Linked DNA regions of Mus musculus: region 1 is linked to region 2. The links are chromatin contacts, called in public HiChIP or PLAC-seq maps. All regions are on one chromosome and are shown on one strand. The core of a region is the stretch at or near the end of the contact, and the rest is flanking DNA. Distances in the headings are between cores, read along the strand shown.

Region 1 (3,088 bases), core at 352-2,851, 760 kb before region 2:
ACTGAACTTGGTAAAGACGTCCTTCCCCAAGGAAGCCATAATGTGCAGATGAACTGACCGAAGGAAAAGCTTGAGACAGCTTCCTGCGGGGGAGCCAGGTACAGAAGAGGCAGCTTGGGCTGACCCAGCATCTCTGCAAGATTTCCACCTGCTGGGCTGCCAGAGAGGTTTGTAGCCCGGCCCTGACTGCATCCTCCCCATCCCTGGGGCAACATTCCCTGGAGCTGTGCCAACAGGAGGACTGAAGCAGCCTGGTTTTAGAGTGTAGCTGTAAGGGCAGTGCCCGTGTGTACAGTCTGTGGAGTTTAGCTTAACGGGCAGGGCCCACATGTACAGTGTCTGTATATAAATGTGCTGTATCTGTTCATTTCTATGACTGCAGGGTTTTTTTATACAGTGTTTTTGGATTCATAATAAATTGATGGTTTTTTATGGACATGCTTTTCTGCCCCACCATGTTGATTTGTGACCAGTGTCCCCATTGTGTGTTAGGCTCTGTGCTAAACAGAAGCAATGGGGGGGGGGTGTGGGGGGGGGCAGGTATAATGCAGAGCTCCTTTTGCGGCTGAGGTGGGAAGGTTAAAAACTTGAGACTGCATGAGTAACTCAGACCTTGCCTCAAACTCAAAAATAAAAGGCTGGAAATGTACCCCAAGAAGTAGAGGGTTACCTAACGTGTGTCAGCCCTGAGTTCAGTCCTCAGGAGCACAAAACATAAGTAGCCAGGCATGGTGGCTCCTGCCTGTGACCCCAGCACTCAGAAGGTTGAAGCAATGTTGCCAAAATTCCAATGCCAGCCTGGGCTACAGTGTGAGACTTTGTCTCACCAAAACAAAACAAAAAAAGTAAATAAAAGACAAAATAAATAAATGGCTAGGATCAGTCTTACCAGGCTAAAGGAGTTTACTCCTGAGGGTTCTGCACAACTCCCTGCAAGAGTGGGCTATAGATTCCTCTCCGCACCCACTCTTTGTTCTTCCTGTCCAACTTCACCAGCCTCGAGCGCTGGGCTTTGGCACACCATGCAGGTACTCATGCTGTCTGGGTGAGTCAGGGAGCTGGATGCCAGCTGAAGCATGTGCGCTGCCCCACCAGCAGAGCCGCCTGGGAGGCTGGGAGGGAAAGTTCCCAGCAGCAAGTATGTTGGAACAGGGGGCCAGGGGTAGGCTTGTCCTTGGATAGGGCAGGTCGTGTAAGAGAGGACATCTGAAAGAGGATGGCAATTCCTGCTTTTGGGGGACAGACTGGAAAGAGGTTTCAATAACCTCCAGGAAAACCCTCCCAAAGCTGGGTAACCAAGGTTCTGATATGAATTGGGGGCGCGTTGAAGACCTGTGAGACTAAATTTGAGGTTTGTGGTCCAGCACACAAAAGCATACAAGAACCCAGAAGTTGAGGCTAGTGGTCTCGATGATGCAAGGGGTGCGCAGTGTGAGGAGGGGTCGGATCGGGGACAAATGCAGGGGCACTACTAAAACCACTAAACGCAATCTGAACAGCACGATCAGGACCCAGGCCCGCACATTACAGCAAACCACCCGGCCAGCACGCGGCGCTGGTTTGGCTGGGTCCCCAGTTCCGGTGAAGTTCGGGCGAGGGCGGGTTCCGGCGCGGTTCCACGGGGAAGGGCGGAGCTTCGCCTTCCGCAGCTCCGGGTCTGAGCTACTGGAACTCCGCGCTGGGCTAGGGAACCGGCTCCGGTGGGATGGAGGCGGGCGGCGTGGCAGACTCTTTCCTTTCTAGTGCCTGCGTGCTCTTCACCCTGGGCATGTTCTCCACTGGCCTGTGAGAGTGTGGATGGACTGGGCTGGGGCAGGAAGTCAAGAAATGAAAGCGGGCAAGAGACGTGGCTGCAATATCTTGCTGCTTTTGGAACCCAGAATAATAGTGGAATAGGATTGGATGATTTGAGGTCCAAGGCGAGGCTGCCTCTTGGCCTGAGGGGGGAGATCTGCTTGTCGTTCAGGATGATTGGTAAACACCGAGAAATCTTTTACCCACTCCTAACAATTTCCTTTGGATCCCTTCCAGCTCGGACCTCAGGCATATGCAGAGGACACGGAGCGTGGACAACATCCAGTTCCTGCCTTTTCTCACCACGGATGTCAAGTGAGAGTGTTGTTGGCTGTGATGGGAAAGGCTGAGGGAGGTGCAAGAGATCCCTGGAGACCTGCTGCAACCCCAGCAGCCCCTTGGACCTTAATCCTCCTTCCCTCACAGCAACCTGAGCTGGCTGAGTTACGGAGTCTTGAAGGGAGATGGGACCCTTATCATCGTCAATAGCGTGGGGGCCGTGCTTCAGACTCTTTATATCCTGGCATATCTGCACTACAGTCCTCAGAAGGTAGAGGCCCTCCCTTGCACTCACCTCCACCCCACACCTGGCCATGTTGGCAGAGCATATAGTTCTATTTCCTGGAAGATTAGTGGGATGGCATTAATTCCCTTTCCTAGAAGGCCCTTCTGGTTCTCCTGCCCATGAAGTCAACCCTTTAAAATGCACACAGAGCCACCCACCCTCCCCTTGTTCGAAATGCTGGTGGCTTACCCAACCCCGTGGTGTCAAGATATCCTGTGCTCCCCCAACAGGCTGGGGGAAGAGGGCTATACTGTCTGATAGTTCCTTTAGGGTTAGGACCAGGGCCAATGGCTAAGAATGGCCATTCGCTCTGCTTCCCCACTCAGTCACACTAACATTTATTGGTCTCTTATTGTACATGTATGTGAAGCTCACATGAAAAGGGGAGGGATCTAAAAATGGCTCTCCCCTTCCCTGGGGATCTCCAGTGTTGTGTGGCTGAGATTTCTCTCAAATAACTGAGTGGTGAGAGGCTGACGTGAAGGCCGGGATAAAAGTTGATTTCCCCATTAGAGCATGGCAGAAGACAGGAGGAGGCAATTCCAGCAGAGAGATGAGTGTTCTGGGTACAGATGCATGTAAGACGCCTCTCCCCTGCAGCATGGTGTGCTCCTGCAGACGGCAACCCTGCTGGCTGTCCTTCTCCTGGGTTATGGCTACTTTTGGCTTCTGGTGCCGGACCTTGAGGCCCGGCTTCAGCAGCTAGGCCTCTTCTGTAGCGTCTTTACC
Region 2 (3,035 bases), core at 84-2,583:
GGCCTCCCATGGTGGCCCGTTGCCACACCCTGGCCTGCCAGCCTAGGACACACCTCCACTTCAGCCCCTCTTCAGGCGCCTCTCAGACGCCTACAGGCAACCCTGTGCCCTCCCTCTTCAGACTTTGGTTCCTGTGAAAATGAACCGTGAATTTAACTCTTGGGAGAGAAATCATAGAAACCAGGAAAGGGGACCCCTGGGGAGGGGTTAGTGAGTCACATCTTTATGGGTATTTTTCAAATTTTCCAATGGGAGTTTGGAGAACAACGGCCTTTTGGTTGCCAACTTGGATTTGCCTTTCAGCCATGTTGCTGCCTCAGCGGCCTCTTCCTCCTCCTCCTCCTCTTCTCTCCACATCCCTTTCTCTTTCTCTCTCCAGGATCTGACTCTAGCTTTAGCTGGCTCAGAGCTTAAGGCCTGAAGCTGCATGACCCTGAGCTACAGCGATCTGCCGGTCTCTGGGTGCTGGGTTTAGCATAGCGCTCCACCAAGCCCCACCCATGCTGGATTTCCACAGGCTTAATTCTAACTACTCGTCTGTACCTACTTCTAAGTTCTGCTTTGGTGTCTGGGATCCTCTCTTTTCCCTCCCTTTGTAGACTTGTGCAAAGGGACTTCTGGAAAGTCCCTCCTGTGGTCTAGTTTTTGTCTCTCCTCAGCAGATTACCCATATTGTCTCTGCTTCTGGGTAGACACATGGGGATCGAAAGTAGAGTTGGGGACTTTGCCCCTGGGGTTACTCTGTCCAAATCTCCAAACCTTAAAGACAACCATGTCTTAGCCTCAGGAGTTTCCTTCCCCCGAGATCTTCTTGCCAACCCTTCCTGCCCTGTCTGCAGAGGGCCAGGTACGGAGGAGGGTGAGATCAGGCTGTGGCTTCAAGAAGCTTTGCAGAACAGGGGCCTCACATTGAGGAAGTATGCAGAGAAGAGAGTCTGCAGCAGATCCTTTGGGTCCTGGGCCCCATAGCTCTCAACATACCCCGTGCTAGCGCCTAGCCTAGTGTCACAGCCTCTGGAAGAGGATTTATTCAGCATCCAGTTCAACTGGGGAAATGGGGAGGGGCACCTGAGGAGAGCGAGAAGATGGTGCTTTTCTCAAGAAGGTTCGGGAAGGTGGCTCCTGCCCCTAGTCCAGCCTGGTCTGCAGACCCTGAGCCGCCTGACTGTCCTTAGATGCTTCCTCGGGGTTCCTAGATTAGCTGTCAGTCATCTCCCGGCCCGCCCGCCCCCCCCCCCCAGCATCTGACTAATTCTTCCCAGCTTGTATGGCACATCCTGCCCCTGCTGTACCCATGCCAGCGACAGGCCACATCACATGGACTACATCTGGCTCCATTGGACACACCCTTCCTCCCCTCTTTCTCCCCTCTTTCTCCCCTCTTTCCCAGGGCCAGAACTTCTCAGACCCCCGCCCCCACCACCCCATAGAAGGCTCTAATGGCACGCTCTCCCTCCTCCTGCCCAGACATCATCCTGACTTCCCCTCAGCGTGTCTTCCCTCACTCAGTCCCTGCCTCCTGGCAGCCCACTCCCCCCTCGAGAAGGGGGCACTCATTACACAGCTTCTGTTCCCCAGAGCTAACTGGAGCGCAGGGAAAGCCTGCAATTAAAAATTTCCCCTTGTTCAGCTAGCTCTCCTGCCTGTTGCCAGTTGATATATGGTGCACAGGGCCAGTTGAGCCTCCAGGACTCAGGTGAGGGCCAGAGCGAAGTCTAAGGCTCACCTTCCAAGCCTGTTTTTTTTTTTTTTTTTTTAAAGGAGGGTTGGGGCGGAGCCTGGAAGAGCCTCCAGCTATTGGCCTCCATCCTCCTTCCTGCCTGCCTAGCAACTGTTGTCATCGGGTAAATATTTGCCCCACCAAGATCTGGGACTGATGTACTGGAGTCTGGCAGAGTAGTTGCCCCTCTCCTCAATTCTGTCTACCCAGCTCTCCACTTCAAAGTCTGGGCCTGCACTGCAGATGTGGTCCAGGCCCTCCATCACGGCAGAATTCCCCACAGCCTTCTCTTTCCTTCCTCTGGCCATTCTTTCCCTCTTCCCTGTGCTCAACTCTCGCTGATTCACCCTCTACTTCCTGACCCATCAGACACTCTCAGAGACTGAGTAAGGGCTTAGCCCAAGTCAAAGGGTTCTCTTCCCCTGCATATCTCTCTCTCTCTCTCTCTCTCTCTCTCTCTCTCTCTCTCTCTCTCTCTCTCCCTCCTTCTGACTGTGGATCCTTTGACAGTGTTGGTGCTTGCTGGGTCTTGGGATTCTATCCTCCAACAGGAGGTGTGTGTGTCCTGCATCGAAATGTCCTTCATTCCAGTAAGCTCCTGGGAAAGAAAAGAGGCACTGAGCCCCATATAAGCCAGGCATTCCCCCATTAGGAAGCCAGCGCCATATTTTACCTCCTCTGAGGTAGGCTTGAGGGAATCACAGGAAAGAAGCCACCCTAAACCTCCCTGAGCCTGGGGGTCACATCTAGCGAGGGGCCTGTTTTCACCTATGACCTGACTCTCCTCTCCAGTCAGGGTCTGAACTTCTGCAGTTCCTTTTTTCTCTTTGTCTGCCACTTCAGGCCAAAGTGCTTAAGGGTACCCTGTGAACTCTGAGCTTCCCAGACTTAAATGGCCAGTGGGTATCCCTCCAGGGCAGGCATTGGGCTGGCTTAGGGACGGTGGACAGGGCAATCTGGCCGACTGCACTAGTGAAGGTCAGGAAAGGAAGGATTTGCAGCAAGACACCTGGGCTCCTCCCACGCTGAAGCTTGCTGGCTTCTAGGAGTGACTGTTGCTCAAACAAACGGCCCCCATCCCCCCAACTCCACCAGCTGGTCTCACAGGGACCTAGTGCCCTCTCCCACTTGGCAACCCCTCTTCCCTACTCCTTCATGAAATCTCCCTTGCACTCCCTTATCCTCAAAAGACTTCCTCTCTCACTTCCCCAGGAGAGGGCAGTGGAGGCAGACCTAGGGAGTCTGGGGGCTAGACACAGTTGCAGAGGATACCCCAAAACTTAGAATGTAAAACATCAGCCTCGGGGTCACCCAG

Evidence for each region. HiChIP or PLAC-seq counts read pairs in DNA pulled down with a chosen protein or histone mark.
Region 1: an HNF4G HiChIP or PLAC-seq map of pancreatic cancer cells shows a contact between it and region 2. The contact joins the promoter of Slc50a1 here to the enhancer-like site in region 2. A contact is called at or near these places in 3 of 39 promoter capture datasets (cranial neural crest and liver) and 2 of 115 datasets of contacts at active chromatin or transcription factors (pancreatic cancer cells and trophoblast stem cells).

The regions. Positions count from the first base shown.
Region 1 is chr3:89,269,083-89,272,170 of GRCm38.p6, reverse strand. It overlaps Slc50a1 (solute carrier family 50 (sugar transporter), member 1), which reads left to right and starts at 1,601. Exons shown (of 6, transcript NM_009057.3): 1 at 1,601-1,785; 2 at 2,032-2,109; 3 at 2,221-2,344; 4 at 2,960-3,088. The coding sequence starts at 1,706. Efna1 (ephrin A1) reads left to right here. Exons shown (of 5, transcript NM_010107.4): 5 at 1-441.
Region 2 is chr3:88,511,474-88,514,508 of GRCm38.p6, reverse strand. No RefSeq gene overlaps it. Among named protein-coding and RNA genes, the nearest start is that of Lmna, 9.6 kb to the right of the region's middle. Within about 2 kb of position 1,333, at least 118 of the 459 cell types and tissues checked have an H3K27ac peak or open chromatin away from gene starts, as enhancers often do. A contact at or near this core is called in pancreatic cancer cells, where this site is marked.